3 separate regions of the Mus musculus genome follow, and all the other regions are linked to region 1. A link is a contact called in public Micro-C and promoter capture Hi-C data. All regions are on one chromosome and are shown on one strand. Each heading gives the region's core, a stretch centred on a gene start, on an enhancer-like site or on the middle of the called end of the contact. The rest is flanking DNA. Distances are from core to core; before and after follow the strand shown. Region 1 has its middle 81 kb from the start of Gm33145. Region 2 holds the start of Usp47 (ubiquitin specific peptidase 47). Region 3 has its middle 33 kb from the start of Gm33204.

Evidence for each region. Promoter capture Hi-C pulls out the DNA fragments that hold promoters and counts their contacts. Hi-C and Micro-C count contacts between places; a contact is called where the count stands out from the background.
Region 2: a promoter capture Hi-C map of the 3T3-L1 cell line shows a contact between it and region 1, with 4 times the contacts expected there. The contact joins the promoter of Usp47 here to the enhancer-like site in region 1. A contact is called at or near these places in 4 of 39 promoter capture datasets (the 3T3-L1 cell line, 3T3-L1-derived adipocytes and embryonic stem cells) and 2 of 115 datasets of contacts at active chromatin or transcription factors (embryonic forebrain and stem cell-derived neural progenitor cells).
Region 3: a contact with region 1 is called in a Micro-C map of muscle stem cells, with 5 times the contacts expected there. The contact joins two enhancer-like sites. A contact is called at or near these places in 5 of 484 Hi-C or Micro-C datasets (the F1.1 cell line, embryonic stem cells, muscle stem cells and 1 more) and 2 of 115 datasets of contacts at active chromatin or transcription factors (the NIH/3T3 cell line and stem cell-derived neural progenitor cells).

Annotation. Positions count from the first base shown.
Region 1 is chr7:111,364,678-111,369,454 of GRCm38.p6, reverse strand. No RefSeq gene overlaps it. Among named protein-coding and RNA genes, the nearest start is that of Gm33145, 81 kb to the right of the region's middle. Within about 2 kb of position 2,019, at least 44 of the 459 cell types and tissues checked have an H3K27ac peak or open chromatin away from gene starts, as enhancers often do. A contact at or near this core is called in muscle stem cells, where this site is marked.
Region 2 is chr7:112,020,548-112,025,324 of GRCm38.p6, reverse strand. It overlaps Usp47 (ubiquitin specific peptidase 47), which reads right to left and starts at 1,819. Exons shown (of 29, transcript NM_001357952.1): 1 at 1,579-1,819. The coding sequence starts at 1,617. It also overlaps Gm3960.
Region 3 is chr7:111,974,036-111,978,812 of GRCm38.p6, reverse strand. No RefSeq gene overlaps it. Among named protein-coding and RNA genes, the nearest start is that of Gm33204, 33 kb to the left of the region's middle. Within about 2 kb of position 2,207, at least 51 of the 459 cell types and tissues checked have an H3K27ac peak or open chromatin away from gene starts, as enhancers often do. A contact at or near this core is called in muscle stem cells, where this site is marked.

The DNA of each region.
Region 1 (4,777 bases), core at 770-3,269:
GTGACTATGTCCATACGTGTTTTTGCATGTGTGTGGATATGTGCGTATGTATGTGTGCATGGATGCAGATACTCAAGGTTGACACTGGGAATTGTCCTCAGTGGCTTCCACCTTAATCACTGAAGATATGGCTCTCAATTACATCCAGAGTTCTCCAGCAGGGCTTGTTTCCCAAGCTAGCTTGCTCTGATGATCCCCTGTCTCCACTTTGCAAGGCTGGAATTATAGGCAAGTCACCATACACCCCTGTCATTCATACAGATTTACCTGGGGTCTAAATTCTGGTCCTCATGCTTAGACAGCAAGTGCTTGAAACACCGAGAAATCTCTCTGGCTCCTTCTTATTTTTTGAGACAGACAGGGGCCTTTTATTGAACCTGGAGTTTATCAAGTTGCCTAGTAACCTGGCTAGTCAGTGTTGTTCCAAGGATCTGCCTGTCTCCATTCGCCTCTCCAGCACTGGAGTCATGCCACCTCACCTTGCTTTTATATGGATGTTGGGATCCAAACTTGTCCACAAGCATGTATGTCAGTCAATTTAAAGACTGAGCCATCTCTTTGGCACTATGGAGCAAACTGTTAACCTGACCCATGAGTCTTTACATGGCCCTCCAAGGCCCCAGACCACCTCCTGCTCTTGGCTGCTCCTTCTCCCAGCCTCCAGCTGCTGTTGAGTAACACTGCCAACTTATCAGTTGTCACATGGTTGTATGTCCACTGACACAAGTCCCCAGTGATGTTCTGTGTGACAGACAGACTGTAACGCTGTTTCTCAAACCATGTAACATGAGCTAATGCATACAAACTTCTACTCAGTTCCTGATCTGTGGCATGGATGTGATCATATTACCTGTAGCTATGGGAGCCCAGGAGAAAAGCCACAAGGAAAACATAACTCTAGGCACATTCAGAAACCCCAGCAGTGGGCACAATTCATTCTCAGGCCTTGCCAGGGTCTTCCTGGGAGCCAGGCCAGGTCTGTATGTACTCCCACAGCTTCTTGTCACAGCAAATCAAAAAATGACTTTGTCTGTCCTTAGATTCCTCATGGCAGAAATCTTGCCTGTTTATTTACTGCAGTCGTAGGGCCTAGCCTTGTTTCTCTTGTGTTCTTTTATTCTGGTACAGTTGGGAGGGTGTGGATACAGGACAGAGCACATACATTCTCTTGCTGTATTTGGAGATGTAGTCATAAGGCAAGGGAAGGAATCCAAAATGTGTCCTGAGGAGATCTAGCAGCTGATGGTCAATCTATGAATGCTCCTTTCTGCCTCCCCAGGCTTATTACAATACATTCTGCATGGCTGTAATGTTATGTCATTTTGTTTTCTGCAACTCAGTGGTAGAGCATATCCATCAAAGGCCAGTTCTTCTCTGTGTTTGAACAAGAGAAAGACCATAGTGATGCTCTGGGAAGATCTTATGCTATGAGTTTAGAGGACCACATTTTAGCCCTGTGTTGTCATTGAGTCTCTGTGTCACCTTGCACTATAACTAGGACCCCAAGACACACTTGACTCACAGCAATTGAAACACTGGGATGTTCACTGAATCCCAGGAAGTAGTAGCTAGCTTACCTGTATACCTTACTGACTCAGGCCTAGGTCCCATAGAATAGTACTCTCATGTAGCATATCCCAGAGAAAGCTAAGGAGGACACCTCTCCCACGGTGGGCCTGAGGCTACCGAGACTGGTAAGTTGTACGGTGATGGTGAGAAGTGCGGATCAAGCTGCAGCCACTGCCAGGCAGGCCACACCGGGAATAACTGTGACAGTAGAACTGCCATGAACTTGGGGAAAGAGCTGGGCTCAGAGATGCAGCCAAGAGAGGCCAAGAAGAAGACTTACTGATGACTCAGTCTCTGAGAATCCACCTTGGTCGTAATTCCCTGCAATTAGAAGCTTGAAAATCCCCCATCTTCCAGCTCTTAAGTGGAGTTCCGGCTGTTTCTATTCCTGGAGCCAAATGGCTGCTGACTAAGTCATCTTCTCATACCAGATGCCAACAGAACAAAACCTTAGCCAATAAGAGGGCTCCACTCATGACAGCTTCATCTGTTTCAAAGACCTCTGTCTTCACCCATCTGTATTAGTCAGCATTCCATCACATAAGGAATTGCCTGAAGTAACCAACTTACAGAGAGAAAAAGTTTATTTAGGTTAATAGTTCTGGAAGCTTTAGGATATGATTGATTGTCCCTGTCACCCTGGGCCTGGGGCAAAGTAGTAAATTGTGGTGGGAGTATATGGGAGCAGAAAACACCACAGCTGGGAAGCCAAAGAAAACTAGAGAAGGGCGGGGCTGGAATCCCAGCATCCTATTCCAGAGTACACTCCCAATGACCTAAGGATGTCCCACTGGACACCACCCCTTAAAGTTCCATGATCTCCCAAAGGCACCATGTTGAGGACCAAGCCCTTATCACATGGACTTCGGCACATACATTCCTGGCAATATCAATATTTTTATTTGACTGCACTAGATCAGAGAAAGGGGCACCTTAGTGTTTCATTATGCAAATGAGGAATCAGATCTAGTGAGGGATGAGTATGGAGTCGCCCAAGGCCTCAGAAGTGCACGTTAGCCTGGCCGTACTCTAGAGGGTCTCTGTGGTGACCTCACAAGGCCCCCTTTCTACAGTGAGATCTATACCTTGAGCCGAAGCTGGTACAAAGTCAAGGTTCTTCGTGGAATTCTACTGTAGAGCAGTCTCAGTTCTTGTGGCAAGTGCCCAGAAAGCATCATGGGAGGAGCCATGGCTGCTGGACTGTGGATGCAGGGGGAAGGAAAGGGAAACAAGCAGTCCTGTCGACTAGGAAACTAGACATGTTCCAGAGGCCCACCAAGCCCCACCCAGCTCCCATGCATGCCCAGAATGAGCACTGCAGCCAAGTGGTTACCCTTTCAAAGCCAGAAGAGAGACCCTGTTGGATGGGACTCACCTTGATGAGTAGTCACGAATACCAGCAGATCCTGTGAAATGTGAGCACCGAGAGAAGTGAGTCCCCAGAAGCATCATCTTGGAAACCAAGAGCCTAAAGTGGCTGAGGAGGTAATTCCAAAGACTTTTCCATTTTCCTAAACTTGCCACCAGAAGAAAACTAAAAGATGACTTCTTGAGGATGCATTCCTGTGAGTGCAAAGCCATGGAGTCTGGAGTTATTTGAACTACATGAAATGTGTACTGTTCAGCTTTGGTGGTCTCTATGGCTACTAAGCCATGGCATGGCACTAAGCAGGCTTGTAACAGAGATTGATGTGGGTTGGCTTAAAGTGCTATTATCCCATTTCTCAGATGGGACATTGGACCTCAAGACCCTGAGGTCAATTACATGGCCCTCTCTCCAGAAACTGGATTCAGGTAGCATGGCTCCACCTTTGGTCCACAGTTGATGCTCTGTTGGCTTGCCTGTGAGCAAAACTAACTCAAAGAGAGGAGGCTGTCAGAGGCCTATAATTTCCTGAGGTCCAAGGTCATGGGCCTAACTCCATAGCCTATTAACACACACTATGTAAAAACTTACAGCTTCTCTGACCTTTTGAAGGATCTGAGAAAAATGTGTTCCCTGGGGTCTGAACCTAACTTTTGGCTTCCCTGTGTGTGGAGATGCAGAGCCTTTGAGAAAGCAGGAGCAGGGGGTCAGAGAACCCAAAGAATGGATTGTGTGCAAGGGTCCTGCTTTCTCAGAGCTTGGTTTCTCCATAATAAAACACAGGCAAATGAGATGGCCTTCCACATCTCTACTCATTCTCTGCTTCCAGACAGTTCTCAATGGCTCGTCTGAATTTTCCTCACAGAGAAGCAGCTGACTTAAGCTTTAGGTTGCACCATTTAGCAGCTGGCACATGGCAGGCCCTTGGTAAATGTCCCAGAGTTAATTTAAGGGCTGCCTCGGGCATCTAGAGTTTCTCATCATATCTGCATCTATCCCATAACTCCCTAACACTCGATGAGCCATGTGGGCTACGGTACAGTCTGTGGTTTATGAAAAATATCTCAGAGATCACATCCCGACCAGGGGGCATGAAATCCCTGGGAAGAAGGAGCCCAGAATGTCATTGAGGCTGACAAAGAGACCGCATAAAATCAAACCAGACCAATTTCACTCATGAATCTAAATGTGAAAATCCCAGACAAAATGCTAGCAAATTGGATTCAACAGTATATTAAAAGAATAATTTACCACAGCCAAGTAGGTTTCCCAAAGAAGGCAATGCTGTTTTAATATTAGTAAATCTGTTTATGGAGCACACAAGTGGATCAAATAAGAGATGCCATATGATTATCTCAACAAGAGCAAGAAAACCAACCATGAAGATTCATCATGAATTCCAACAGGGCCATTCTCTAAGATACTAGGGGGATAGTAGTACATACTGACAGCCGTGGGGATTTTTGTTTTGGTTTGGTTTTGGTTTTCAGGAGGAAGAAGTCCCATAACCAAATGCCTTTCTCCTATTTGAGAAATCCCCAGGTTATGAGTGTGTGTTATGAGTGTGTATGTGTGTGTGCATGCACATTTCTGTGTATTCATTATGTGAATTGGGGAGGGAAGGTAATGGGTAGAAGTCAGAGGACCAATCCCATATTGTCCTGTTGGGGAAGCTACCCACCTCCTTGGACACAGTGTTTCCCACTAGCTCACCAATTATGTTGGTCTGGCTAGCCAGGGAGGTCCAGAGAACCACCCCTCCCCTTCTCCCCAGTGCTGGATAACAAATGTGTGTCTCTAAACCTAGCATTTTCACATGGGTACCAGGGAATCAAACTCAAG
Region 2 (4,777 bases), core at 570-3,069, 660 kb before region 1:
AGATTGGAAACCAGCACCAAAGGAAATGAAGGTTAGCTTTCTCGTAAAACCTATTCCTTCCTTCCTTGTTACTTAGTACAAAGTTCAAAATGCCGGACTGGACCATAGGAGGACTCACATTCCCGACTTCCTAACTCTCAGTTGTTGAAACTGTTCCAGAGGCAAGATCTTTAGTTCGTGCTTATCTGCTGTACTGAGACTTAGAGATGTCTGACAGATAAAATACTGACACACACACAACTCAGCCTTAAACAGCAAACAGGCACTCCACTGAGTTTGATAGCACACACTTTTAATCCCAGCATCGGGGGAGACAGACAGGGAAACCTCTTAAGAATTTCCAGGCCAGCTTATCTACAAGTGAGTTCCAAGCCAGCCAAGTCTGTACTTCAAAGTCCACATAGTAAGATCCTACCTCAAAACGGCAAAACAAAACCCTAAAAATCAACTTATTATCCATCTAAGGAAAGATGGGAAATTTTAACTATTCAGGTACAAAATAAAGTCACTTTGCATTGTGCCAGGGGTTGTCTGTGTAGCAACAAATTGCTACAATTAAAAAACAAACAAACAAAACCTAAACATTTAGGAATCCGAAATGATCGTGTATAAATATCAAGATCCTACCATCCTAATTTCAACTTAACACTTGGCATCTATTTAAGGTATATGAGATATAAAAGTCCAAAGCATTAAGCCTGACGACCAGCAGTTAAAAATACATGTTTGAATATGCTGAGGATATTTATAAAGCCAACGGACTATTAATATGTCGAAATCCACTGGCCAGTGCAGGATTCTACCTTTAATCTTCTACTACTGACTGTTCAAGGGAAGCCAAGAAGTCCGGGAGTCTTATGTCACTCGCTTTTAAGAATTTAAGTCACCCAAGTTGGCAACACCAGAAAAAGACCAAAATTACACACAAAAACAACGTTTCGTCTCTCCATATGGTGAAATTAACTCGGCTATCTCTTACCCTCCCGTTCAAGCCCCACTTAACTACTTTTTCAACGATCCTGGGTAGGCCCCATTTAGGCTGGCCGATAGTACTACGAAGTAACAGGAGGGGGAATGGAGGCTGGGGGGAGGGGGGTGGGGAGACCGACAACTCTTTAACAGTTAAGTCTGCCCTCCCACAGATCTCAACTTAGGTGTCGATTTCACAAGCCCCGTAAGCTATACGCTGTCAAACCCCAGAAGCAGCACCGTCACCCCGTCCTGCCCACGGGCAACTGTTCCAGAATGTTTTCTTTGAAACGATCTCTCTTAACTCTCTCGGCTCGACGTGTGTGAAGTCTGGACTTCAAAGGCCACTTTCTCTCCGCAATACTCCCCCCCACCCCCGGGAGCAGAACCCAACTCCTCGGGTCCAGTCTTTGATGCGTTAGCCCCTCGCAGCCGGAGCTCTCCCTCGGCTACGTGGCCCCGGGAACCAGCGGTCTCCAACTGCCCGCCGCGCCCACCGTCCACCCGGCCCCACGCCTGCCCGGCCCTAGCCTTGCCTCCCGCTCGGGGCCTGCACGACTTCGAGCGGACCGCAGGCTTCGGGCCTAGTCTGGCCCGCCGGCCCCTCACCTCCTTCGGGACCAGTTGGTTCTCCTCGCCGGGCACCATCGCTCAGACTCCGACCGCTCGTCTCCGCCCTGCCTGCGGGGGCCTGGTGGAGGTGGCGGCGGCTGTGTCTCAGGAGAGAACGGCAGCGACAGTCATCCTCCCAGCCGCCTGCGCTCCAGCAACTGAGGAGGCCTCCGCTCAGGCCTTAGACACCAGCGCGCAGACACCGACCCAGGGCGCCGCCGCCGTCGCCGCTGCTGCCGCCGCCGCTGCCGCCGCCGCCGCCGCCCCTCCCCCGGCCCGCGGCAATCAATGGAAAAATGGCGGCCGCCGCTCTCGCGAGAATTCAACGCAGTGGGCGCGCGGCCCGGCGTCTGGCGCCTGGGGTATGCAGGCGGCCGTCGTGAGCTCGGGATCTTCTCACCTCTTGCTCAGCCCCGGGGTACGCCGCGCTACGCTGGTTGAGAGCCGGTGTAGGCGCTTTTCACTACGGGGAAGCCGGTCCTCCCATCCTCCGGCTCCCTCTGTCGGCCGAGGGAGGGACGAGGCCCCTGCGTCACGAACGAGCTCCAGTTCAAAGCCCCCCTTTCAGCCCTGCAGTCCCCAGACTCTTTCCTGGTCTCCAGCGACCCCGCTGCAGCCCCACTTGAGGAACCTTTGGCCTCGAGCTGGTAAACAACGCGCCTTGTAGAGAAATCGCCTTTCTGGCTTTCGCCCTCAAGGCTCTGGTCCTCGTCTGTCATGTTTTCGTGGCCGCCCCACTCTCCTTAGGGACCTCGGTGCCCATCAGCTAGCCCCTGGAGCCCCTTAAAGAGGGGTCACTACACTTAGAGGTGCTCCCCTGCACCCTTCTGGGTGGCTTGCTGTCATCCTCCTACAGGGCCAAGTCTGAGGGAGCCTTTTGAGAGCAGAGCTGTGGTGCGCTTCAACCTGTGCTGTCCTTTTGAATATGTTTTTTTTTGTAATCTCCCCAGACGGTAAATACCATGTGTTTGACCAAACAAATCTCCTATTAGTCATTTTCCTTCACCGCACTCCTTCCATTATGAAGACCCAGTGAGACGTCTTTCATGAAGACTTTTGGCAAACTAGTCCTCTTACAGCCTGCTGAGTTAATTCCATTGTGCCATGTACCCAGCATCCACAGCGCCAACTCCTTTACCTATGCTATTGGTTCGCCAAACTTGTTACTATTGAACACCCCACACCCAAGAAAAGCTCTCTATACAGTTATGTAAGATTTATTAGAATTCTGCTATTTGTGGCACTGTAAAACATCTACAAATTCTAAAAATTATAGCAAAGACAGACATTTAAAATAAACGAGATTTTAAGTAGTAATGGTATAAAAAAATCCATTAACCCTACTGAAAATATTTAGTGAACGCACTCTGATTGACTAGGTTTCATTAGTTTTTTAAAAGCTAATTCTTTGTGAAACACTTATTAAAATATCTGATTCAGTGTTCAGGTTATTTCTGTACTTGGCTTTAATAGCTGTCATAAGCTGAAAAAGGTAACCCACAAAGATTTTGATCCTAATGGAAGAAGTGCATTTTCAACTACTATTACTAATACAATGCTCATTTTTATCTGTTTCAGCTTCCAGCCATACAAAGGGTTTTGTTGAAATTCAGCTACTAATTTTCCATCTTTCCTAATGTCAACTAGAATTTTTATGTTTTAACAGGTGGGCTGCAGTGGTGAAGGACTTTCCAAGCATACAGAGCGTTCCGAATTCAATCCCTACCTCCTTCTCCCAGAACAGTCAAATACCTTCTCCCAAAACAATCAACAAAATAAAAACAAAAATCCAAGTAGACTAAAAATTCTTTAAATACACTACTCAGATTTCTGAAAAGGCCAAAAAAGTCTGTCTTCATGTTTAAGCATACATATGATGAGTTTGGGAAGAGTGTTTAATTTTTTTTATTTTTTATTTTGTGTGTATCAGAGTGTACATGAACCACAACCATGCAGCTCACAGATGTTGGAAGAGGCACCAGATGCTCTGGGATTGGTGTTATGGGCAGTTGTGAGTCACTTGGGTCCTCTGTAAGAGCAACAAGTGCTCTTAACTACTGAGCCATCTCTTCAGCCTTAATATGTAAATGTTTGAAACTTCATCATAGACTTTTAAGAAATACTGCATCAAGATTCTCTTGACTATTGAAATGTAAATTGTTCTAAAGGTGAATAACTCAACTTGCATATCCACGGTCCCCCTGGCTGGCACATCTTGGACAAAATCACAAAGTGGGAGTATGTCCAAATCTGTTTCACGCATGCCATTTCCATTTCCTAAGTGAGCTGGTTCTCTAGAAGCCTTGTTAGAAGTTAGGTGCCATTCTAGTTTTCCTTTTTTTCCTTCATGCTTACACTCATGACCTCTTTCGTGAAATCCTTTCTGGATTCTTTCATCTTGGTAAAAGTTGATTTAACGAAATAATAATATAGCAAGTATCTTAGTCAGGGTTATTATTGCCATGGTGGAGCACCATGTCCCAAAGCAACCTGGCAGAATAGGGTTTTATTTGACTTATACTTATGCATAGTCCTTCATTGAAAGAAGTCTGGTCAAGAACTCAAACAGGGCAGGAACAGGTAAGAGCTCATGCAGAGCCCCTGAAGGAGTGCTGCCCATTGGCCTACACTCATGGCTTACTCAGCCTGCCTTATAGCACCAAGACTGCCAGCAACTCACAGTAGCTGGGCCTTCCCCCATCAATCACCAATTAAGAAAACACCTTGTATATATATAGTCCAATCTTATAGAGGCATTTTCACAATTGAGGTTCCCTCATTTCAGATGACTCTAGCTTGTGTCAAATTGACATAAAGCTAGCAAACATAATGAGAGAATTGACATGGACTAAATCTTAATATACCAAGAAGCAATAAAGTGAAGAACCCCTGAACTATTACCCACATTGCAGAGAACATACTTTTCACTTAAGAATAGTGAGATGCTGATGTTGATCTATGGACTAAATATTGATAAGGTTTAATTTTTTCTTGTTTATTTATTCATTTAATTTATTGAGATGGATGTCTCAAGAAGAGAGTACAGCACAGGAATACAGTAGAGTTCCTGGAGAGCAGTGCAGTGGAGTTGAGAGGGAGAGTGGAGCAGCACAGAGACGGAGAAGGAGGCAGTTTTACCCCCAGAGTTTTCCAGAGACAGATTGAAGAGAGAACAAGCTAAGTAAAGGCAGTATGA
Region 3 (4,777 bases), core at 958-3,457, 610 kb before region 1:
TCCCTTACAAATTACAAATGATCTCTCCACTGCTTCTTTCTGACCTCACTCCTCTCCTTTGCTCCTTTTTGTCATGGCTGCCCTGGCAAGCTTTGGATTCTTCTAACCTAACGTGCCACTCATTCATCTTTGCCTTTCATGTGGCTTCAGCAAATCCAAATGGCATCTCCTTACAGAGCTTTCCAGACCACTCAGTTCTACAGGAACCCAAACCCTGGCTATGTCACCTTTTCATGGTCAGTAAACAAACCTTTCCATTTTCTTATTTGTTTGGTATCTCTCTCCAGACTAAAAGACCTTCGTTTGCTCTTGTATTTTCTGCACAGTTTGATATAACACCGTTGTATCACTCATATGACAATTGTATGTGGGAACCAAAGGCTTGGGAGAAGAGACTGGAGATGTGGTCAGTGAAGGCCTTATGTAATGTAAGATCTGTTGATATTATCTGCTGAGTGTTTCTAGAGGATCTCTGTATTCCAAGGCTTTTTCTCTTGCATCAGAGAGATGGGGGCGGCACAGGGTCGTCATCATGACTTCCAAGGTAATGTCTACAGTTTCCCAACTCCTCTCTTTACCTTTGATTTTTGTTCCCCTTAGATCATATTCTCATTTTTTAAAACACAAGTGTGTTGTGACACTTCCTGCTTAAAAATGTTTGAAAAGTTCTTAGTTGTTTGCAAGATAAAGTCAGTCACTAACTATGGCTCCCAGGGCATCTTGCGTCTACATTAGCTTCTTGTCTCATTATCTAGGAATGTACAGCTGACCACGGGCCTCTATGAATATCTCATTTCTCTTAAAACTAACTGTTCTCTTACTTTCCCTGTTGCCTTAGAAAGACTGGCATTTAGAAGCTATGTGATCTTGGGATATTACTTCTGAAACTTTGTTTCCTAATAATCGTAATTTATCACTGGGCAGGGTAAAGGTTTAATATTTTGTATATAAAGCCTGCTGACCACATCTTCAGCCTCCTCTCCTATGCCTTAGACTCCTACGTACAATTGTCATGTGAGCGACATATATCTATATCTAATCTATATATATATAAACTCTGTCTACTTTATCAGCAATTTTGATGCGTACAACAATATTGTTGGGTAGTACAGGCGATGGGAATAATGGATTTCTGCTCATTTTTAGACTAGCTTGCTTTAATGGGAAGTAACCAGATCTGATTAAAAAATTCCAACTTCCAGTTTTTGACCGTTTGATCTTCTGTTTTAGATTATTCTCTGTGCTATCCAGAAGCCTTGAGAATGGAACTATTCCTATCCCAGGACTTTCAAGTATACAGAGATAAGATAGCAACTTGTTTCCAGACCCCACCCTGGCTCTGCTCTGGATGAAGGACTAGTGGGGATTGCCTATCGTTCTCATGAGTTTAGACTTTGGAGGTTCCCTCTGTCTTTGCACAATCTTGAACTTTCCCTGAACCCAGGTTCCAGGGACAAGCTGGAGCCTTTTGATGGAGGCCTCTGGGTACAGAAGTAGCTTGAGAAACAGAGACGAATGGAGTCTGACAAGCGAGTAATTTGGCACCAGTTATCGTTTTTCATCATGGTAGAGAGGTTCAGTCTCCACCTAGCATCTTGTAGCCTGGCCTGTGACGATGGGTAATGGCATGTTCTTACCTTTCAGGGTGTGGTGGGAAATACTAGAAAACGAGTTTGGTACCAGTGGGGTGGCTTATCCTAGAGTGCGCCCCACAGGACTGTATCAGGACAGCCTCTGGCTAGACCATCCAGGGACCTGGGTGAGCCAGGTCGCCTGCTGTGGGTGGTTATTTGAATGTACTTTAAAGGCTTAGTTGCTCTGACCTCTGTTAAGTAGTTTGGCAGTCATATATCAAAAGAGTCCTTAACAATTAAGCTAAGAATCAGGCAGGAGGCACATGCCTTTAATCGTAGCATTTGGGAGAGCGAGTTCCACCACAGCAGGAGAAACCCTGTCTCAAAAAAACCCCAAACCAAACCAAACCAAGAAAAACAAACCAAACCAAACCAAACCAAACCAAACCAAACCAAACCAAACCAAACCAAACCAAACCAAAACAGAAAAATCAAGCTAAGAAGTAGCTGCCCCATACTAGGGTCTGTGTTAAGTTTGTCAAATACCAAGGTGAATCATGGTCCAGCAGAAACTCACATCTAGTGTGGATTATAAGATGTACAGACAAACAGCTGAATCACTGCAGAAAGCCACATTGACTCACACACATGACATCATGTGCAGGAAGTTCGGAGGAGGGAGACACACTCATGACTGACTCAGCACCTGAGGCAAAGTTTTGGAGAGAACATCTGAACGAAGCTTGATAGGATTAGAGGTGCAGGAGGGATAGCTTGGGGGCTGTTAGGAGGAATGCCAAAGTGTATGCAGAACTTCTGGAAGTTTTGTTTCATAGACATCAGGAAGGTGGACTAGGGTAGATCTTTACCTGTGTAAGGAGTTTAAACTGGATTCTTTGTGTCTGTGGTGAATGTGTTATGCATTTGTGTGTGTTTGTGTGTGTGCATGCTTGTGCATGTGTGTGCATGTGTGGGTTTGTGTGTGCATGTACATGTTTGTGTGGGTGCTTTCATGTGTGTGTGTGTGTGTGTGTGAGAGAGAGAGAGAGAGAAAGAGAGAGAGAGAGAGAGAGAGAGAGAGAGAGAGAGAGAGAGAGAGAGAGAGAGAGAGAAACTATGGAGTTTGAGAAAGCAAGAATCTCTCATTTAGATTTAAATCTCTTATTTAGTCTGGAGCTCACTAAATAAGCTAAGCTAGTTGTCCAACAAGCCCCAGGGACCTGCCTGTCTCTTCCCCGAAGCATTAGGAGTACAAGCACAGCCCACAAGCCTTGCTTTTCCACATAGGTTCTGGAGACCAAACTCAAGTCTTCAAGAGAGCTGTTTCCAAGTCCTGGACTTGAGATCAGCAACCTGAGTGGATGGGTGTCCTAGAGAGGGTTAGTTATAGGATGGGTGAGGGAAGGGCAGGATGCTCAGCATCCATTAGTACTGTTGAATCAGGATGATCAGTGAGAAGGAACCCTAGAGAAATGTCTTGGAGTAAAATTAATAAGCTGATTATTAAAAGGATCAAAAGGCAGAACTTAATGAAGTGCATGAAGTTCCCAAGCCTGGGTGCTAGGTAGACTGAGGACACACTTGGGAAGAACAGGGGCAAATCATATTTGGAAGGAGAAGCTCCATTCTGGACAGACGTTTGAAGAACATAATGTTTGGGTAGAAGTTCAGAGTTGGCCTGCGGGAGGAAATGGCTGTGAGGGAGAGTCCACAGGCTCCTTAGACTGGGTTGAGAAAAAGTAGTGCACTTTGGTAAGACTTCAGAGGGGGAAGGCAAGTAAGTGAGTTGGTTGCAGAGAATTAGTAAGAGGCAACAGTGACTTAGTGATTGGGACCCGATAGACCAGTTTAATTTCTGGTTCTGCCATTTCCTTTTTATGTGTGGCCTTGAACAAGTTACTTAACTTTGAAAAAACCTGTTTTCTCATCTGTAAGATGGGGGAAAACACTTTGTTCCAAGGGAGTTGTGAATGTTGAATTAGATGCTATTTGAAAGATGCTTGGTCTATAAATGATTCATAAAAACTAGTTGTTCAAAATGTTACCACTAGTAATGGAAAAGTATTGGGCATTAAAGTTGGCATTGGCCTGTCAGGAAGTGGAGGAAGAGGAGTGAGGAGGGGTGACAGGAGAAAGCCTCGGAAGAGGTTTCTGGGTTGTGGTGGCGCAGCCGTTGGAGTCCAGGTAACTTCTGTTATCTTCTGCCCTAAGAAGCTGATGTGGCCAAGGTTAGAGGAGACAGACATCTTTGACTTTGGAATGGGAATCTGTCAGCTGGCTAGGCTGATAACAATACCACAAGCTAGATGACTTTAAGGAAAGTTGATTTTCCTGAAGTTCTGGAAGCTAGAAATCCAGGTTTAAGGTGCCCCTCAAGTCTGAGGGGGCAGTATTTACTCCATACCATTCTCCTTGCTTAAGAGGCTCTGCTGCTAATCCTGGACAATCTTTGGCTTCTAGCTGTATTATCTTAGTATCTGACTCCAGTCATTTGGCATTTCCCGCAATGTGCATGCCTGTTCACATTCTTCTTTCTGTAAGGTCACCAGTCCTGTTAGAGCCTGGGCCACCCTTTCCACTATGACTTCATCTTTAGTAATTATAACCGAAACTGTTCTATTTCTGAATGAGGTCGCATGCTGAAGGACACAGGTCAACGCTGAGTATCTTCCTCACTTGCTTTCCACCTGGTTTTGAGACAGAGTTTCTCCTTGAATCTGGCACTCACTGGTTGGGCCAGGCTTCCATGCCAGTGAGTTCCAGTGATCTTCCTGTCTCTGCCCTTTCCCTCACCTATCTTACCTCAAAGCTGGGGCCGCAGGCACATGTTACCTACCATGCTTTTACGTGGGTCCTAGGGGGCTTCATGCCTATATCAAAAGCACTTTACCAGATAGGCCATCTCTCCAGAATCTCTTGTTTTTGTTTTTTGTTTTTTTATTTTGTCTGAATTATATGAGAAATTAGTTTATTTACCCAATTCACTTGTGAAAAACTATTGTCACAGAATTGTCACAAAGTAAAAGGGAATATGTGCATGTTGCTGAGGTTATATCATAGCATAGGAGTATAATAAGACGTGAAGGAAGTCTTCCCTGGGACACAATTGGAACCTACATTCTTGAACAGTCTCAAGGTTTCTTTTAAAGTATTTCTTTCCCAGAGAAGATGTGTAGCTTAGAATGAAGAACATTTCCTGTGAG